Linked DNA regions of Mus musculus: region 2 is linked to region 1. Evidence: chromatin contacts called from public ChIA-PET data. All regions are on one chromosome and are shown on one strand. The core of a region is the stretch at or near the end of the contact, and the rest is flanking DNA. Distances in the headings are between cores, read along the strand shown.

What was found. ChIA-PET counts read pairs in DNA pulled down with a chosen protein or histone mark.
Region 2: a contact with region 1 is called in an RNA polymerase II ChIA-PET map of memory CD8 T cells, with 221 read pairs. The contact joins the promoter of Atp6v1f here to the enhancer-like site in region 1. A contact is called at or near these places in 7 of 39 promoter capture datasets (the HPC-7 cell line, HPC-7-derived erythroid cells, embryonic stem cells and 3 more), 1 of 15 datasets of contacts at CTCF or cohesin (the NIH/3T3 cell line), 6 of 115 datasets of contacts at active chromatin or transcription factors (the SCID.adh cell line, effector CD8 T cells, embryonic stem cells and 1 more) and 3 of 9 other capture datasets (adipose tissue, liver and pancreatic islet).

What each region holds. Positions count from the first base shown.
Region 1 is chr6:29,413,380-29,417,706 of GRCm38.p6, reverse strand. Ccdc136 (coiled-coil domain containing 136) reads right to left here. Exons shown (of 18, transcript NM_001347071.1): 12 at 2,727-2,921; 13 at 2,052-2,276; 14 at 129-635. Among named protein-coding and RNA genes, the nearest start is that of Flnc, 18 kb to the left of the region's middle. Within about 2 kb of position 2,041, at least 28 of the 459 cell types and tissues checked have an H3K27ac peak or open chromatin away from gene starts, as enhancers often do. A contact at or near this core is called in the SCID.adh cell line, effector CD8 T cells and memory CD8 T cells, where this site is marked.
Region 2 is chr6:29,464,462-29,469,249 of GRCm38.p6, reverse strand. It overlaps Atp6v1f (ATPase, H+ transporting, lysosomal V1 subunit F), which reads right to left and starts at 1,467. Exons shown (of 2, transcript NM_025381.2): 1 at 1,276-1,467. The coding sequence starts at 1,433.

The sequences.
Region 1 (4,327 bases), core at 792-3,291:
CAGAAGTCTTCCATACTCCGAGCCTGCTCTGCCCCTGCTCCTATCTCATTCATATGCCCTTCCCCTGGTGCTGTTTCTTTCAGAGGAACCCACCTTCCCTGCCTGACCAATAACCTGGCAATGGTTACCTCCAAGTCTTCAGGCTCAGCTGGGTCCTCATCAGTACTGCTGCTGGCATAGCTCCTGTGAAGGGTCTCACCACTACTGACAGAGCCATAACTCTTCTTATAGCTCACACTTGTGCTGCTGGAGCAGTAACTCTTCTCAAAGGCCTCGTTGGCACTGGTGCTACTGTCATAGCTCTTGAGGAAGGTTTCAGTGCTGGGCTGGGAGCTCACATAACTCTTCTGATAGCCCTCATTTTCATCAATGGAGCTCTCGTAACTCCTGTGGAAGTTCTCAGTGCTGGGGGCCCTGCTGCCTGAGTTCTTCCCGCAGTACTCAAAACTCCTTTTTATCATGGGGGACTGAGTTTGGAGCACCTGCATTTCTTCCATGCAGAGCTGTAGCTCAGCCTGCAGCCTCTTCCGCTCCTCCATGAGCCGCCCATGCTCCCGCTGCAGTACCTCCTGCTGTTTCTGACTGGTGTCATATAGCACCTGCAGAGCCTGCAGCTGGTCCATAAGCACCTTGAACTAGGGGGGAGGCAGGGGGCAGGAGACATCACCATTACTGTGAGATATTCCAGTCCTTTCAGCTGCCCCTCTCCTAGGGCAGATGTGAGTGCTTACCTGAGAGAAGAGCACACACACCTACCTCTGTTTCACAAGGCCTTTGCCTTTGCCTTAACCTACAGGAGACTGGTGTGGGGCAGCTTTCTGCTACTTTGAAAAAAATCTCCCAGGACAGATACTAAGTGATTTTAGAGCTCCCGTTCTACTGGTTTCTGTACTCTGGCAGAAACTTCCTCCCTGAAGCTGTGTAGGTAGGTCTCACGCACACCCGGGCTCCCTATCACACCGATGATCTTCTTAAGTCAAGTGCCCCCATCCTGACCTTGGGCTCAGTCCTCTCCACCACCCCTCATGGGACAATCAGCCCAGCTGCAAATGTGTGACTATGAATTTGTTTCTTGGAAGATTCAGGCTTGGAATCAAGGTCTTGCTCCTCACTAGTCCCTGTACCTTCTCCCTGAAAGTATGTTTTCCATGCCTCAAGTATACATTCAGTATTAGATCAAGGAAACAGTTTACACGTGACTTCCCAGTTTCTATGCTACCCAGGCTCTCAGCCTGGATATCTAACACCCCTGGAATGCTCAAGAAGTCCCACAGTTTGGACTTCCTCCATTTCCTGATTCTCCTTGTTCATGGGAATATTAAAACTGGTAGTTTTAGCCTGAACTGAAACTGTCTACCTGCTCTTGCTTACACTGAGACCTTGGACCAAATTTATTGCCCAACTCTGAACAGATTTGTGTAGAAATTCCTAGCCATCTTACCTCACAGGCATGACAGTGACTCCTGATAGTGTCTGACAAACAATGATTTTTCTATTTAGTTCCTATAACCTGGCCCAACGTTCAGTAAAATAATGTAGTTGGCACCATGATCCTGTCTGCTGCAACTGTTTTCCTTGGAGATGACTGGGGCTAGATTTGTTATGGAGACTCAAAAGGTTACAGACTCTGACAATGGAGCAGACTTTCTAGCCCACACAAAAAGATGACACACTCAGGGCTGGTCAACAGGAATCAAAACAAACAGTGAGCTGATTGCACATATTTTGAAAATGCCATGTTGTGGGGATAGAACCCAGTGGTCAGACAGACCTTCCAGGCCACCTAAACTCTGTTCTAGATGCTGCTTTCTCTTCAGCTCTTTAAAAAGAAAATCATTCTGCATCCAAACATCACAGCAGAGCGTGCGCCTCTGCGTGAGATACTCAGGGTGTCTAAGTAGTGGAGCCCGTGGAAGACCCTGACAAGGGCGTCAGTCTCATCCTACTTCCTATCCAAATAGGCCTTCCTGGTTCAACTCTTCTACAGAGCCCTTTCCCTGCCGCACAGCTGTCCTCACAAGAGCCAAACCCCTTCCTGCTGCTGTGGTTACCTTATTCTCACAACTGGAGGACTTAGGCCCTCTAGCATCTTGAGGGTTCGCCAACACTTCCTGGAAATGAGACTCTTTGAAACCTCGAAGATGCTTGTGTGCCTCTAGCTGCTCCTTCAGTACACACTCCTGGTTTTGTGTCAGCTTTCGCTGTTGCTCCTGCATGTTTTGGTAGAGCAGCTGCATTTCACACAGATCTTGCAGCTTTGAAAGCAGCTCCTGACTCTGAGTAGGGAGGAGGAAGGAAAGGCGGCGATTAAGGAAGAAACGCCCTCCTCAGCCCCATCCCTGCTGGGCTCTGCCTCTTCCCTGCTTCACAGAGCCCTTCTGGGGAAAGCGGTTCTTTCCATGGAAGTTTGCTAATCGGAAAAAAAAAAGACTCCAATGTGTAGATATTTTACAGTTCACAAACTGATTTCAGGTGTACTTCCTCCAGACTGACCAAATAGCTAAATACATAACACTGCACAGACTTCAGAATATAAATGTTAAAGTTTAAAGCCTTTATGAAGAAAAACCCAAATCAGCTCTGTGGGGAGAATGGTAAGAAAATAAAAGGTACCTGAGCAAGAAAGGAAACTGCTCACTTCCCTCTCTTCCCCATGGACAGCTATACCTGGAAGCCTCTCAGAGCAGCCTCCCCCTGATCAATGGTCTCGCCCTGGCAATGAGTACCTTCTGCAAGATGCCACATTTGGGCTGTGGGAATGTGAGCCTGTGCAGCTCTTCCTGCAGCTGGCCCTGCTCCTCCTGCAGCCTCCTCTGGTCCTCCAGGAGCTCACACTGTTCCATCTGCAGGTGCCCAATCTCCTCCTGGCTGGCTTTGAACTTGTCCTGCAATTCTGTCAGTCTGGCCAGCAGAGCATCACACTATGGGTCAGGAGTGCAGGGCAAGGTTACTACAGAAGGTATAGTTAGGGGCTGGCACAGCACCGTGTGCTCCCTGCCTCCTGCCACTTTTTCGGCCCCCTCTCTTCCTTGTTCAGTCACCTGGATTGATCGCCCTGTGCAGCTCAGACCTCTATGTTAAGGGGGCGCCATTAGGTAGTTCTGAGCACTCCATCATACTGTACTAAGCTCATCTGCCACGCTCCCAGAGAGTAGCTTGAGAAGCAGAGATCTCAGTGCCCTCCCTTCCCTGTGACACACTATCTCCAGCTCCCAGCAGTGCAGGGAAAACCAGTTCAAGCCACCCTGTCAATTGTTTTTAGACTTAATTTATTTACTTCATCAATCAGGACTTAATTTGGATATAATTTTTCTTATTTTTTGTTTTCCTGACTTTTGACACCCATATTGGAAATTGAACCTAGGACCTAATGTATGCTAGGCCAGTGCTCTACCACCGAGCTACATCCCTAGTCTTAATCATACTGTAAAACCTTTAGTAAAGTAAGAGCCATTGCTGAATTTGGGTTAAAGCTACATTAGCCTCTTATTCTCAGAACCAGGTATTTTAAAATCAAGTAAAACCTCAGTGACTTGTACGGCAGCACACCTTTCACTTCCTGTAAGCTCTAGCACTGTACGAGGTATTGAAGCAAATCAGGGATCCAGTGGATCTCTCAACTGAGTGGGAGTGAAGAAAGCAGGCAAAATGTAAGCCCTGGGATGGAATGGCAACCAGACTGTGACCTTCTCAGTCCTCTATATCATAAAGGCCTTTCCCTAGGGTCACTGTCTACTACTGGGAGAGGCAGGAGCCGGAGCACCCTCGCAGAACATGGCCAGGCTCACCATCTCCCAAGACTCTTATGCCTTTTCCCCAAGGGGCTCCACTCCTTTCTAGTTCCTATCATAATCAAGGGCTGACAGTGCTCAACAGGGTAAATGGCAATGGCTGACTGACATCTTATACACCACAGAAAAAGTCAACAAACCCTTATGTATCATTGCTGGAATTATTTTCTTAAAGAAAGTGAGTCAAAAATATTGTCCTGTACCAAGCTGGGTATGGTGGTACATGCCTATAATCTGAGCAATAGAAGTGGAAGCAGGAGAATCACCACAAGTTCAAGGGTAACCTAGTCTAAACACAAGACTCTGTCTCAACACTCATCTCTAAAAAACAAAACAAAACAAAACAAGAATAGCATTTTGTTTAATTTGAAGCAAAATTCAAGATTTGGGAATTTACTTCAAGTCTGACTATATCCTAAAAGAGCACTGGTTCTTCTAATACTCAAATCAGCATTCAAGGTACAGACCATATCCTTAAAATCACTTGCAAGTTGTTTCAGAAATCTGGCTCTATTCTTTTTAGTTTAGTTATACAT
Region 2 (4,788 bases), core at 218-2,717, 52 kb before region 1:
AAAGTCATTCACTGGGCACCTACTTTGTGTCGAGCATGGAGTAGATTTGGCTTGGTGATTTTAGGACCCCTTCCTGTTGGAAACATGGTAAATCCTTGGAAGTAAGATCTGTCCTCCAGTGGCAATGGAGGTCACTTTACTGGTTTGCTAAGAGATCAGTCTCCCAGGTCAGAGCCTGCCACGCTCCAGGCTGTGGGAACTAGTCTCAGCCAGCATCCCTGGACTGGGCTATTTAGGGGAAACAGGTGAGGGCAGTTTATTCCTGAGATTTGGCATAGTAATTCTAGAAAAGGAATGAGGAAAAAAAATAGAGAGTTGGCACCCTCAATTCTAGTCAACAGTGCACTTTCTGGCTTAAAAGGAATGCCTGCACCCAGTTTTAAAAACTACGACCCAGGGTATGATGTGAAGATCTGAAGTACAAAGTCTTTGGGGAAGGCCATACTTCCCAGATGTTTTGCTTATTGTGCGCAAGACAAATGGAAGCCCCATGGCAGACTGCAGGGAGCTGAATAAACAGAGTGGGTAGTAACTTAGAAGACACAGGTAAAGCTGCTTGTTATCCAAGCCCTGTTACTTGAGTTCAATCCTCAAAGCCCATGGAAAGAAAACTGACTCCACAAGTTGTCTTCTGACCTCCATGTGTGCACACCTACCCACGGACACACACAAACGCCGTAATTAAAAAGAAAGAGTTGACCTGGGTTCTGCCTCCTATGGCTAATGTGCCTGTGCCCTAACCAATTGTCCTTTATTTTTCTCACTAGTAACTGGGAATAACCAGTACCTTACAGGACAATTGTAAGCCTCTAAGATAAATGAAGCGTATACACACACACACACACACACACACACACACACACACGCGCCCACTGTCCGGACCTACGCTGGAGGTGGTTAGTTTTCTTAGTCGAAAAGACTAAGGTTCAGAGAATACGCTACAGAGACCCCGGAAGAGGGCTGAACAAGCCGGTCAGCACTGGCAAGAGGCTCCAGGCGTCCAATTACAGCTGGTGCAGACCATAAGCTCCACTCCCCTCCTAAACTGACACACAATCATGTGATGGGGAAAGTTCGTGGACCTGCGGTAGGCCGGACCCCACTGAGCCCCAAAAGGGAACTTAGATGGCGGAGGCCCCTGCTCAGGGTGGACAGACGACTTCCGGGACCATCCCGGTCCCCATCACCACGTGACACCCAGGTTATCAGGCCACCAATTCTCCCCGTGCTTGTAGCAAGCGGAAGGACCCATTTAGGCCTAACAGGCTACCGTACCTGAAAGTGTCTTCGATCTCATTGATGGTGGTATCCTTCTCCACTACCAGGAAATTAGGGTGGCGGTTCTTGTTTAGCTCCCCTATGCCGCCCAACAGGAAACCAGTCACCGTGTCCTCGTCTCCAATCACCGCGATTAGCTTACCTCTGCCCGCCATCCTGTCCGCCGGGCAGAGCGCTTCCCAAACACCTGTGATGCCCCGCCCCCGCAGAGACCCCGCCCTTCAGTCATGCGCAGTTCCCCGCCTCCCGGGCATGCGCATTTAGCAGGAACTCCGCTTAATCTGCGTACTCTTGCGCCATAGAGGCCAGAAACACAAACCACAGAACTACGTCTCCCAGAAGGCTGAGCGTCACAGGCCTCTCTCTGGCATTCTGTCCTTAATTTCTTCTCTCTTGGAAGAAATGCCTTTTGAACCTAGTGTTATTAGAGACCGAGACTTTAGGGGACATACTTTTTTTTTCTTTCTTTTCAGTGTACGTTAGTTTGGTTTTGGCTTTTTTGAGACAGATGGTTACCTATCTCAGGCCGGACTTGAACTTGCAGTGTAGAAGAGGATAGATCCTATTGCTTCTACTTTCCGAATGCTGGTATTATAGGCCTGCGCCATTACACAAAACAGAACAGTGTGTGCTTGATTTGTTTGACTTAAAAAAAAAAAACATCTTTTTGTTGTTACATTTGTGATTTCGGAGGCAGGTGTAGTGTGGCAGTGGAGCAGGCCACAAGTTTGTGAGGTCATAATACACCCTATGAGAGTCACCTTGAGGTTCATCTGGTCAACCCAGTGCTTTTTTTTTTTTAAAGATAGGTCTCAGGGCTGGAAGATGGCTAGGTGGTTAAGAGCACTGACTGCTCTACTAGAGGTCCTGAGGTCAATTCCCAGCAACCACATGGTGGCTCACAACCATCTGAAGACAGTGTCAGTGTACCCACATATATGAAATAAATAAATCTTATAAAAAGATTTATCCAAATATTAGGATTAGGCCAAACTACCTACCCCCTTTTTTTGGTTTTATTTGGTAGTTTGTTTTTTGAAACCTGCTATATGTAGCCTTTTCTGGCCTGGAACTCAGAATGTAGACTAGGTTGGCCTTGAACTTGCAGCCAGTGGTCCTACTGCATCATCCTCCTGAATGCTGGGACTACAGAAATGCACCACTATTTCCTGTCCATTTGTTTGTTTCAACTCTTGCCTCAGTCTGGGATTACAGACATAGGCTACCATAACTGTCCAAGAACAGGTATTTCCTAGCTGGAAGGTCAAGGTCTGAATCGGTATGATGTACACATGCATGCTAACTATGACATGGCTAACAATTACTGAATATATATTAAATTACCAAAGAAATAGGCAAATGAATGATGACACTATGTAGTGCTGTAGAAACCAAGCAAGGCCTCATGTTAGTTCCTAAATTTAGATAATTGCATAGAAACAATCCTAGCACTTAGGAGGTTTGAAGCAAGAAGATTGGCACAAGCTCAAGGCCAGCTTGGGATATTGTCTTAGGAATGAGAGGGGCACCAGCACATGTGAAGAGGCACTGTGACCAGGGCAACTCTTAGAAAGGTTACATTTAATTGAGGCTGGCTTACAGATTCAGAGGTTCAGTCCATTATCATGGCAGGAAGCATGGCAGCTTGCAAGCAGACGTGGTCCTGGAGGAGCTGAGAGTTCTACATCTCAGTCCAAAGGCAGCCAGAACAAGAGTCTTGATCACATGGGCCAGACATGAGCATATATATGAGACTTCAAAGCCCCACCTCCACAGTGACACCCGTCCTCTAATAAGACCACACCTCCTCCAGTAAGGCCACACCTTCTAATAATGCCACTTCCCGTGGGCAAAACATATTCAGACCACCACAACTATATGTTAAGATTGTCCTGATGGCCCAGTGAGTTATGGCACTTACTACACAGCTCATGACCTGAGTGAACTCTCTAGAACCTACACTGTGGAAGGAGAGAGAAGCAAGTTCTGTAAGTTGTCCTCTGATCTCTCTACATTTGTTTTACAAACACACGCAGAGGCACAGCAAATAACTAATTAAATGCAAACAATTGATTTTTTAAATCTATCACCAAAAAAAAAAAATTTACAAAACAAAACAGGCTGCAGTGGCACTCAGGAGGCAGAGGCAGGTGGATCTCTGAGTTTAAAGCTACCTGGTCTACAGAGTTAGTTCCAGCATAGCCAGGGATACATAGAGAGACCTTTTCTCCAAACACATACACACGCACACCACCACCACAACCACCACAACCACCACCAACAACCAAGCAAACAATCAAAATTAAAGAATCTAGATGTTTTCCTGAGGTCTAAAGGGTCCTCATCACCAGGCTCATACGTTAGAGCTATTCTAGAACCACGTGTGTGCAGAGTCACTGCCAAAGGAGGGAATCAAACAGAAGTGCCGGCTGGAGTGCAGGGCTGATGGTAGGGAAAGTGGACTACATGGAGGTGAGAGATTCTTAGAGCCAGAGTTTTGAGATTGGATGTGTTTGAGCAGCAAGCAAAGAGACCTGTCTTCTAGCCGGGGTACCTGTTGGAATAAGAGTAACAATTCTGCCCATCTTTAATCCCAGCACTCGGAAGGCAAAGGCAAGGGCATCTCTGTGAGTTCAAGGCTAGCCTGCTCTATCAAGCTAGTTCCAGGATAGCCAGGGCTACACAGAGAAATCCTGTCTTGAAAAAAAACCAAAACAAAACAAGAAGTAACATTCCTGAGGGTATAAATTCTGAAATGAGTAGGTTGGAGGGGAAAGGGCCATTGTTTTTCCAACAAAGACAGACAGACAGACAGTCAGTGATGGGGGGAGGAGAACCTTGGGTATGGCATGTTTGACATATCCACATGGTCTAGTCTGGCGGTTGTGTGTATGTCTGGCAGTCAATTTGGATTGTGAACTTGATTGAACTGAAAAGAAACTCTGGTCCTAGGAGACTCATGAGACATACCTCTGGTCTTCCAACAAACAGAGTGTGGTTGGTCCCATCACGTAGGATGGGGCCCAAGACTGAGTTAAAAGGCTAAATATGTCCAATGTGATCTGAGTGTCTTCTGAGCTACCCAGATGTGTTTTCTGTGTCCTGACCCTCCCAGCTTCCTGTAAGCAGCCTTGAGCTCCCACCAACCTAATCAAAGCTTCTTTACTGTATCTTTCCACCATGATAGACTGTAACCTCAAACTGTGAGCCAGAAGAAACCCTTCATTGCCATTAGGTTCTTTCTGTCAGGTATTTCGTCACCAATGTGGCCTGGTTGGCCAGGGATTTGGGGTACACTTGGGTCTCACTCTCCGCTTTACTGTTTCAAGGTTTCATTTTAGACTTAGCACTAAGTTCTCAGGGCTGGGCCACAGGACTTTTAAAGGATTGAGAAGAGGCCCACAGTTGCTCAGCACCCACTGCTCTGCCATGGCTGGGTGAGAGCGGCTGAGCCCACTAACTATAAGTACTTCAAGCCACAAGAAAGGGCAGCAAACCAGCTCCATCAAG